3 separate regions of the Macaca mulatta genome follow, and all the other regions are linked to region 1. The links are chromatin contacts, called in public Hi-C maps. All regions are on one chromosome and are shown on one strand. Each heading gives the region's core, a stretch centred on a gene start, on an enhancer-like site or on the middle of the called end of the contact. The rest is flanking DNA. Distances are from core to core; before and after follow the strand shown. Region 1 holds the start of BLCAP (BLCAP apoptosis inducing factor). Region 2 has its middle 6.4 kb from the start of GHRH. Region 3 holds the start of MROH8 (maestro heat like repeat family member 8).

Region 1 (2,854 bases), core at 102-2,601:
ACAGGGCCCATGCCCCAGCAGGATCCAGATTCCTGAGCATTTCCAGAGCAGGAAGTCAGAGAGGCAGGCAACGCATGGTTCTTGGTATATCGCACAGGGACAGGCTTGAAATGGAATGCATGTGTTTCAAAGATAGGAGAACAACAACAAAAAAAGACAGCCTAACCCAGATTCCTCTTTGAAACAACATATTACAGATTAAAGGTTAAACTGGTTTTGGCAGCAACTCTAATAAGACCAATTTCAGATATGGAATTGACCTGGTCACTGGAAACCGACCAGGCTTCCCGTGATCAAATCTTTTAACAGATTTGCTTGACATTAATTAGTCTCTGATTTAAAACAAACAAGCAAACAAGATCTAACACTTTGGGCATTAGCACTTAAACTGGAACTTTTTTTTGGTCCCAGCTTTGGTGTTGCCGTCCAGAAGGCTGACGGGATGACTGGACCATGTCAGGCAAGGCAGAGAAGCCGTCCCCAACACACCAGTTCCCTGAAAGGGATAAAGACGATCCAAACCTATAAAGAGAAAGGCTGTTTCTTTCCGAGGACAGACCCCAGTCTCCCAACATTTAGCGCTGAAATGGGACACGAAGACCTGGAAGGAAACTAAAGGAGATTTGGAAAGGGGAAGGAAAAAGCAACTGTCTCCCATCCCCCATGCTTCCTTTCCAGGACATTAGTGTGCCAGGCATTCCGTTCTTTCAGCTGCCCTTGAGGGCCACTCCCCACGTCTATAGAAGGAAAACGAAGGGGTGTCCACCCTTAGATGTAAAGTTGGAGGGAGTAAGAAGCGCCCGCGACTCTTAGCAGAGCGTCAACCTATCACCCCAGACACCTAAGCGGGGCCTCGAGCGGGAGACCCTCTCTCCCCTCACCCCCACGTCCCCCGCCCCGGCCAAAAAAAAGCAACTAAAGTAACTACACTGATGGGGACAGAGTGACAGGCCTCTCACAAGCTGGGCACCCTGCGTGGAACCCGGGGCCGCAGAGATGGTGGTCGCGCTCCCCAGCCCCGTGCCCCGGCTCTGCCTGCCTCATCCTGCAAGGACACTGACCTTGGACAAGGCCGGAGCGAGCACCCAGGAGTACTGTGACCACCCCCGGGCTGGAAAGGGACCCCCAAGGCCCAGGTTAGGTCCAATCACAGCAATCACCTGAAGCCGGACAGGGGCGCCCTCCCTTCCCGGGGGTATGCGGATGGAAAACCCCAGTGACGGGGACCGGGCGACGCCTAAGGTGACCCAGAAGGGACAATATGGCGGCGCGGCCGCATGGAGGGCCTCTCATCCCGCCCCAAGCAGGTTGACGCCACGGTACCTGCAAGCCCTGCCATGGCGCCGCCGCCACTGTCGCCGTCTGCCGCAGCCTGCCTCCACCTCAGCTCGCCACGGACGCCGCAGGAAGCCGGGGAGACGCCCCCTTCGTCTTCTAGTGGAGCCGGCCGAGGACCCATCCTGGAATCGGGCTGCCTACCACAGACGCCTGATCACACGGCCCGAAGAGGGGAGCTCACCCTCGCCCCATCTCCCCTAAATATCAGCCACAGGCCACCTTTGAGTCCTTTGTACGCACTTTTACAAAATTCTGGGAGCGCCGAGGTCCTCAAGCCCTAATAATTTTTATCAGGCGCAGTGTGGACAGCCCCGAAGCGCTGCCGGGTCCCCTCATGCATATGCAGCAAATTGTGATCTTTACTTCGTGAGCGCGGGGCGGGCCGGGTTGTGTTCCTCTGGGTGAACCCGCTTAGTTCTTCCCCGCGCGGACGGTCCGGGGACTCGGGGAAAACCTTCTCGTGGCTCAAAGTCCACCCCCTCCCTAGCGTTTCATCATGCAGCCAGGGCTCAGGAGCTGAGAGAGCCGGGCTCAGAACTTGGAACTGCCTTGGGTCAGGCCCCGGCTCCCCAACTTGCCCAGTATCTTGGGCGAGGGAGCCTCTCCCCCGCCCCTACCCGGCTTCTGATGAAATGCCCACCTTACGGCTTTTATGGGGCTTGAATGAGTTCGTGTAGTCATTTATTAGCTAATTAAGCGTATTCCTTGGGCGCTTACTGTACCCAAGCTCAGTGCTAAGGGCAAGTAGAGTGGGTGTCCTGGGTCTGTTCCTGACCTCAAGGCGCTGCCAGTCTAATGGCGGGTAGGCGGGGAGACAGTCATATAATCACTGTATATTAGTGACTTGAATCAATACATAATTACACATCATGGGAAGTGCTGTGAGAAGAAGTAGAGAGTGTTAGGAGAAATTAATGGAGTCCTAATGTAGGGAGAGGGTGGAACCTCTTTGGGAAGATGGCATTTAGGTTGAGAAACCAAGGACGATTAGGGCAAGAGTGAGAGGGGAAGATGGCATTTAGGTTGAGAAACCAAGGACGATTAGGGCAAGAGTGAGAGGGGAAATGTTCTAGACAGAAAGAACATTTGTCCCAGATGTGGAGCTGGGAAGGGGCAGGGTTAGGGTGAGGTGAGCACCAAAGAAGACAGGTCAGCTGTATACTGTATTTGGCTTTTCTCTTGAGAGTTAGGGGAAGCCATTTTCATCAGGAAAAGGATAGCAAATTTGGATTTCTGAAAGGCCACCCAGACCGCATGGCTTGGAAAGCACTCAGGAGTGGGTGTAGGCAGACCAGTTAGGAGGTGGTTGCAGCTTTCCAGACAAAAGCTAATGCTGACTCAGACAGGGTGGTGGCTTGGGGAGGTGAAGGAAAGGATGGAAGACTGGACGTGGGTGGATGTGGAGGCATTGGCAATAACTCCTCACTGGGTTTTAGCCTTGAGTAAATGAAAGGGTAAAAGAGTCCTTGGCCAAGACAATGAAGGCTGAAAGAGGAATAGACTGAGGGGGAAGATC
Region 2 (2,975 bases), core at 381-2,880, 260 kb before region 1:
ACAGTGGCACAAGCTTAGCTCAATGCAGCCTTGACTTCCTGTGCTCAAGTGATCCTCCCACCTCAGCCTCCTGAGTAGCTGGGACCACAGGTGTGAGCCACTGCACCCAGCTAATTAAAAAAAAAATTTTTTTTGTAGCAGTGGGGTCTCTCTATATTGCCCAGGGTCTCTCTCTATCAAACTCTTGGGTTAAAGTGATCCTCCCACCTCGGCCTCCCAAAGTGTTGAGATTACAGGTGTGAGTCACCCTGCCCGGCCTGCTATGAACATTTCAGTAGGAGACCTTGTGTGAACATGTTTTCATTAATCTTGGGTGGGTACCTAGGAGGGGAATCGCTGGGTCATATAATGAGGGTTTAGCTTTTTCAGAAACTGCCAGTCTTTTCCAAAATGGCTGTACCACTGACTTTCCCCCCAGCAGCGATGGGGGTCTGTCCCTGAAATTCTTAAATGAGCATCTATTTCCTCATCTCACAAACCTCTCTTAAGCAACTAATTAGGCCCACGTAGAGCTTGCTGGATTAGCTGTCCAGCTCCGAGTGGCTTGGTCCCTTTTGTGCAGTTACGGGAGTGGGGCGGGCCTCTCCCCTCCGCATAGCATCTTCTGGGGTACTATGAGGAACGTAGAGTGTTTGGACACAGTGCTTGTCTTCAAAGAGCTACAGGAGGAAGCTGAATCACTACCCCGGGCAGGTAGATCCAGAGAGGGACACAGTATCCGTATAAACGCTCCAAGAATCGAGAGAAGGGAGAAGTCACGTAAACCCAGGAGTTCATCAGACACGAGTAGGGAGAAGCTTAAAATGGGAGCACAGGTTTAGGGGACAAATAGATTTGGATTTGAAACCAACTCTGCCATTTGCCCCATGTGAGATTCTAGGCAAGCTCAATCCCTTAATCTCTCTGAGCCTCAGTTACTACATCTGTACAATGGGGTGATAAGAACTACCACTCCAGGTTGTTGTGAGAACCAGAAATATGCTTGGCCAGGCGCGGTGGCTCACATCTGTAGTCCCAACACTGGGAGGCAGAGGCAGGCAGGTTGCTTGAGCCCAGGAGTTCGAGACCAGCTTGGGCAACACAGCGAGACCCCCGTCTCCACAAAAAGAAAGAAAGAAAAAGAAATATGCATGTTGGTGTCTGATATGTAAGTGTCTTGGCAAATGGTAGCAGTTATTGTAGTTTTTCAGAGCTGAGCTCTGAAAAAACAGGCAGCTTGGTGGCAGCCTGGCGGCGGGAAGGGCTGGGAGCCATCCTGGTGACAGGCTTTATTTGCAGTAAATTCTCAAACCCACTGAGAAAGAGCATAGTGGGGCGGGGGGTGGGGGAGGATGGGGAGCTAGAAAGAACCCAGAGAATGAAAACCCAGCCCCTTCCACCGATTCCCACCGCCGCCTTGTCCTTGTCCTCCGAGTGGTGATGAGAACGCCTCGGTCGCCGCCCAGCTCACTTTCCCAGGACGTGTTTTAACCCAGCGTTAATTAGTGATTGTGGCTGCATCTAGGGCTGGGGGCTTGAGCTGAAGAAAGAAAGTGCCCCAGAGAAAGGCAGACTTTAAAAGGCCCCAAAAGGCTGGGGCAGTGAGGCTCTGCGGAGAAGGAGACAAGCCGTGCATTTGTGTTGCAAATTTCCAGTGTGTGCAAGCCAGCCATTCAAAGAGGGCGATGCTACTGGCAGCCGGCATGGGGGTGGGGAGGGAAAGGAAGTCCACAAAGGGGGCCTGTCTGAGGACCTCAGACCCTGCTTTGTGAAAGCTGCTTTCATCCCCCTCCCTGGTTGATGGCAGTGTTCCCAGTCCAAGGCCACTGTGCAAGGATGCAGAGGCCTGGACCCCAGACTCCCAGATTATCTTGACCCTCCCTGCTTGCCCTTCTAGGCCTGTTTTTGTGGCATCACCAACAGCAGGTGTCTGAGTGCTCCCGGGTACTGTGTCAGAGGAGACCGGGTTTAAGTGGTGTGGGCTTGCTAGGTGGCTTCAGGCAAAGTCACTTGACCTCCCTGAGTGTCAGTTTCCTCTTCTGTAAAATGGAGCTGATGTGGTCCTTTCTCCTGCTTCACAGGGTCCTACCCAAACAGAAGGGCCTGTGATTGGATGGCAGCTCAGAGCTTCATTTCTTTCTGAAAAAGTCTGCATCTGGGAAAGTCATTAGAAGAGCTCTTTTAATGAAGAGATGAGGTCAGTTGTACTTAGCGAATCAATGATGCAACTCTGGGCTCCTTGGAAATGTTACTCCCATGAGTATTTTAATTTTTTTTTTTTGAGACGGAGTTTAGCCCAGGCTGGAGTGCAATGGCACGATCTCAGCTCACAGCAACCTCCACCTCCCGGGTTCAAGCAATTCTCCTGCCTCTGCCTCCCCAGTAGCTGGGATTACAGGCATGTGCCACCACGCCCAACTAATTTTGTATTTTTAGTAGAGATGGAATTTCACCATGTTGGCCAGGCTGGTCTTGAACTCCACTCACCTCAGGCTCCCAAAGTGCTGGGATTACAGGCATGAGCCACCGCGCCCAGTTCCATTTTTTTTTTTTTTTTTTTTTTAGACAGAATCTTGTTTTGTCACCCAGGCTGGAGTGCAGTGGTGTGATCTCTGCCCACTGTAACCTCCGCCTTCCAGGTTCAAGCGATTCTCCTGCCTCAGCTTCCCAAGTAGCTGGGACTACGGGCATGAGCCACCATGTCCAGCTAATTTTTGTATTTTTAATAGAGACAGGGTTTCACCATGTTGGCCAGGCTGGTCTTGAACTCCTGACCTCAAGTGATTCGCCCGCCTCGGCCTCCCAAAGTGCTGGGATTACAGGCATGAGCCACTGCACCTGGCCCATGAGTATTTTGAACATTCACCGTGCTTGGAAACTTTGGGCCTGCCACAAGTCAATGAGGCACGCTAGCCAGGTTGGTTTTTGAGTTGGTAGACTTGGTGCAGGTGCCAAGCTGCTTCACAGGAGGCTGTCCCCAGCTGATCCTCGGGCAA
Region 3 (2,903 bases), core at 180-2,679, 350 kb before region 1:
CTACTTGGGAGGCTGAGGCAGGAGGATCGCTTGAGCCCAGGATGTCGAGGCTGCAGTGAGCTATGATCACACCACTGCACTCCAGCCCAGGCGACAGAGCAAGATCCCGTATCAATAAAAAAGGAAAGAAAAGAAATAATGTTTGTAGAGCCCTCGGCACAGTGTCGGGTTATACTGTAAACATTCAGTAATTGGCGCTAGTTATTAGAGCGGTGTTCCTGGGTGAGCCACTTCCGTGATGAGCCTGTAAAACTGGCCTAATATGTTCTCTATGAGTTACTGCATTGCTCTGCAAATCAGATAAAACGTCACTCGTAGGTCAGTTATTAACAACCCAAGGGATAATCTTTGGAAAAAACTGACATAATTTTCTTTCTTTTTTTTTTGGTGAGACGGAGATTTATTCTTGTTGCAAAGGCTGGAGTGCAATGGCGCAATCTCGGCTCACCGCATCCTCCGCCTCCGAGGTTCAAGAGGTTCACTTGCCTCAGCCTCTCGAGTAGCTGGGATTACAGGCAAGTGTCACCACGCTCGGCTAATTTTGTATTTTTAGTAGAGATGGGGTTTCACCGTATTGCCTAGGCTGATCTCCAACTCCTGAGCTCAGGTGATCCGCCCGCCTCGGCCTCCCAAAGTGCTGGGATTACAGCCGTGAGCCACTGCGCCCGGCCAGAAACTGCCACAATTTACTAGAGGGGGAAAAAAAAAAAAAAAAAAAAAATTCCCTTCTAAGCTATCCCCTCCTGTCGAGACCCTTCCTTTTCCTTTAAAATGGGCCGGGCAGCAGAAAGACGAGTGAGTGACAGCAGATGCGCCAATCAGAAGCGGCCCCGTCTCGGGCCCACCCCGAGGCCTGGCCCAACCACGTCCCGGTAGCTCCCGGAATAGGAGCGTTGCGAGACGGTCGGTTCCAAGTGGGCCTAGGCGCGGGGGGGAGGCGGGTCTGTCCTCGGGAACTGCAAGGCCCTGTGCGCGGGAGGACTGAGATCCCGGCCGCGGCTGCTGGAAGCGTCGAAGTTCAGCGGGGCCGCCGACACTGACCTGTGCTTAGAACTCATCCTGGCCCGCAGAGCCTGCCGCGAGTCCCTGGCGTCCCCTGTGGCGGGCTCTTGGAGCCACTTTCCCGAGCGGAAGTCAGCCTGCGGCTCGGACTCCGGCGGGACCTGCTCGGAGGAATGGCGCCGCCGGGTGAGGAGTTGCGCGTGGCTTATCGATAGGGCCCCACGGCCAGCACTCTTTGGGGAGAGGGCTGTCGCCCGCGGGAGGCTACTCGTCGCCGCTCGAGAGCCGGCCAGGCGGGATCCCCTTCCCCTGCGGGACAGGGGCATGGGCACAAGCTCTGGCTGGGGCGCTGTCGGGTCGAGGGTCCGAAGGAGGGCTGCGAGCTGGTGGGAGTGCCCGCGACCTGGAGGGGTTGGTGCCTGGGGGAGGGGTGCAGCGCGGAGCTACGGGTCGCCCCGAGGCCCAGCCGTGGGGACTGCGGCCGCCCTTAGCCATAGGCCTGGCCTCACTCATTCATTTCATTCGCGCGGGCTCCTGGGCCAGGCGGCCTAAGGTTCTGGTCCCGGTGCTGCCCCTTACTCCGTGTGAGGTTTCGGCCAGATTGTCCTTTCGGCTGTAGTTTCCCCTTCAGTGAAAGGGGCAAAGAAAACCCCTCACTTCTCTCTGGGAGCCTGGAGCATAAGTTCTGAAGTGACACTGTGGGTGCAAACTTGCAGTCGGCCACGTATTCATTGTGTAACCCAAAGCAGGTTACTTAACCCCTCTGCACCTCAGTTTCTCATGTGTAAAGTAAGTTAGTCAAATTAGTCACGTTGTCTGCTTCGTTGAGTTGCTCTATTAAGTGAAATAATCTTCGTGCATAGTTTAGAACAGCGCATGGCCCTAAGAACTCAGTAAAGTTAACTGCATCGGAAGTTACTGAGTAGACGCCGTGCAGGGTGGAATCTCATGTAGCCTCATCGTAACTTTGGAAGCATGTACTCTTGTTACTACCATTTGACAGATGAGAAGTTGGAATCCCACAGAAGGGAACTTACTTGCCCAGGGTGACACATGAATGAGTCAGTGGCTCACCGTTTCATTATTTGAGAAGTTTAGAATAGTAAAGTGGTTAAAAGCAGACTTTGGATTCAAATTGCCTGAAGTTTGATTCTCAGCGATGTGTCCTAGGGCAGGTAACTACTTCTGAGCCTCACTTTCCTGGTCTGTGAAATGCAGAAGATAGCCACCTTACTTAGATGTGAGGATTTAATGATTTGGTGTGTGCAAAGCACAGCATAGCGTGGGCATACCCAACATGCTAAGTGCTCGACTTTTAGTCAGAAAAGTTACTGCTCTCATTAACATGGAGTGAGAAGATTAGGATTCTGACACAGGTGCTGTTTTAGGGGAATTTACGGTCTAGGTGGGAAAAAACTAGTCACAGCCATTCACTAGATCTTCATATATTGTGTGCCTGCCTGTACACAAGGCATTGGGGATTCAGCATTGGTGTCTTGACTCCTCTTTCTCTTAGGTCTTTCTGTCCATTGGCAGTTCTGATAGGCTTTGACTTTGAATTCTAGCCAGACAAACTCTCATCACTTCTCATCATGTTCACTGCTGTTGCCCTGGTTTGGGCCACCATCATCTTCTGGCTTGGATTATAGCGGTAATCTCCCAACCGGTGTCCCCCACTCTGTCCTTGCACCTGCATGGTCTGTTCTCCACACAGTATTGTTTATTCTCAACACGGTAATACCATTAGAGTGTAAATCAAATCACACCTCTGCTTAGAACTTTCCAGTGGCTTCCAGCCAGGTGCGGTAGCTCACACCTGTAATCCTAGCACTTTGGGAGGCCGAGGCGGGCGGATCATGAGGTCAAGAGATCAAGACCATCCTGGCCAACATGGTGATACC

Evidence for each region. A called contact is a pair of places that touch in the nucleus more often than the background predicts.
Region 2: a contact with region 1 is called in a Hi-C map of fetal cortical plate, with 2.5 times the contacts expected there. The contact joins the enhancer-like site here to the promoter of BLCAP in region 1. A contact is called at or near these places in 9 of 14 Hi-C or Micro-C datasets (CD4 T cells, blood, cortical neurons and 5 more).
Region 3: a Hi-C map of fetal cortex germinal zone shows a contact between it and region 1, with 3 times the contacts expected there. The contact joins the promoter of MROH8 here to the promoter of BLCAP in region 1. A contact is called at or near these places in 5 of 14 Hi-C or Micro-C datasets (blood, cortical neurons, fetal cortex germinal zone and 2 more).

What each region holds. Positions count from the first base shown.
Region 1 is chr10:90,384,832-90,387,685 of T2T-MMU8v2.0, forward strand. BLCAP (BLCAP apoptosis inducing factor) reads right to left here and starts at 1,352. Exons shown (of 2, transcript NM_001190863.1): 1 at 1,324-1,352. LOC144332147 (a long non-coding RNA gene) reads left to right here and starts at 1,719. Exons shown (of 2, transcript XR_013399921.1): 1 at 1,719-2,306; 2 at 2,361-2,854.
Region 2 is chr10:90,122,266-90,125,240 of T2T-MMU8v2.0, forward strand. No RefSeq gene overlaps it. Among named protein-coding and RNA genes, the nearest start is that of GHRH, 6.4 kb to the left of the region's middle. Within about 2 kb of position 1,631, at least 14 of the 40 cell types and tissues checked have an H3K27ac peak or open chromatin away from gene starts, as enhancers often do. A contact at or near this core is called in fetal cortical plate, where this site is marked.
Region 3 is chr10:90,035,150-90,038,052 of T2T-MMU8v2.0, forward strand. MROH8 (maestro heat like repeat family member 8) reads right to left here and starts at 1,430. Exons shown (of 24, transcript NM_001193970.2): 1 at 1,042-1,430. The coding sequence starts at 1,328. It overlaps RPN2 (ribophorin II), which reads left to right and starts at 940. Exons shown (of 16, transcript XM_077951714.1): 1 at 940-1,188.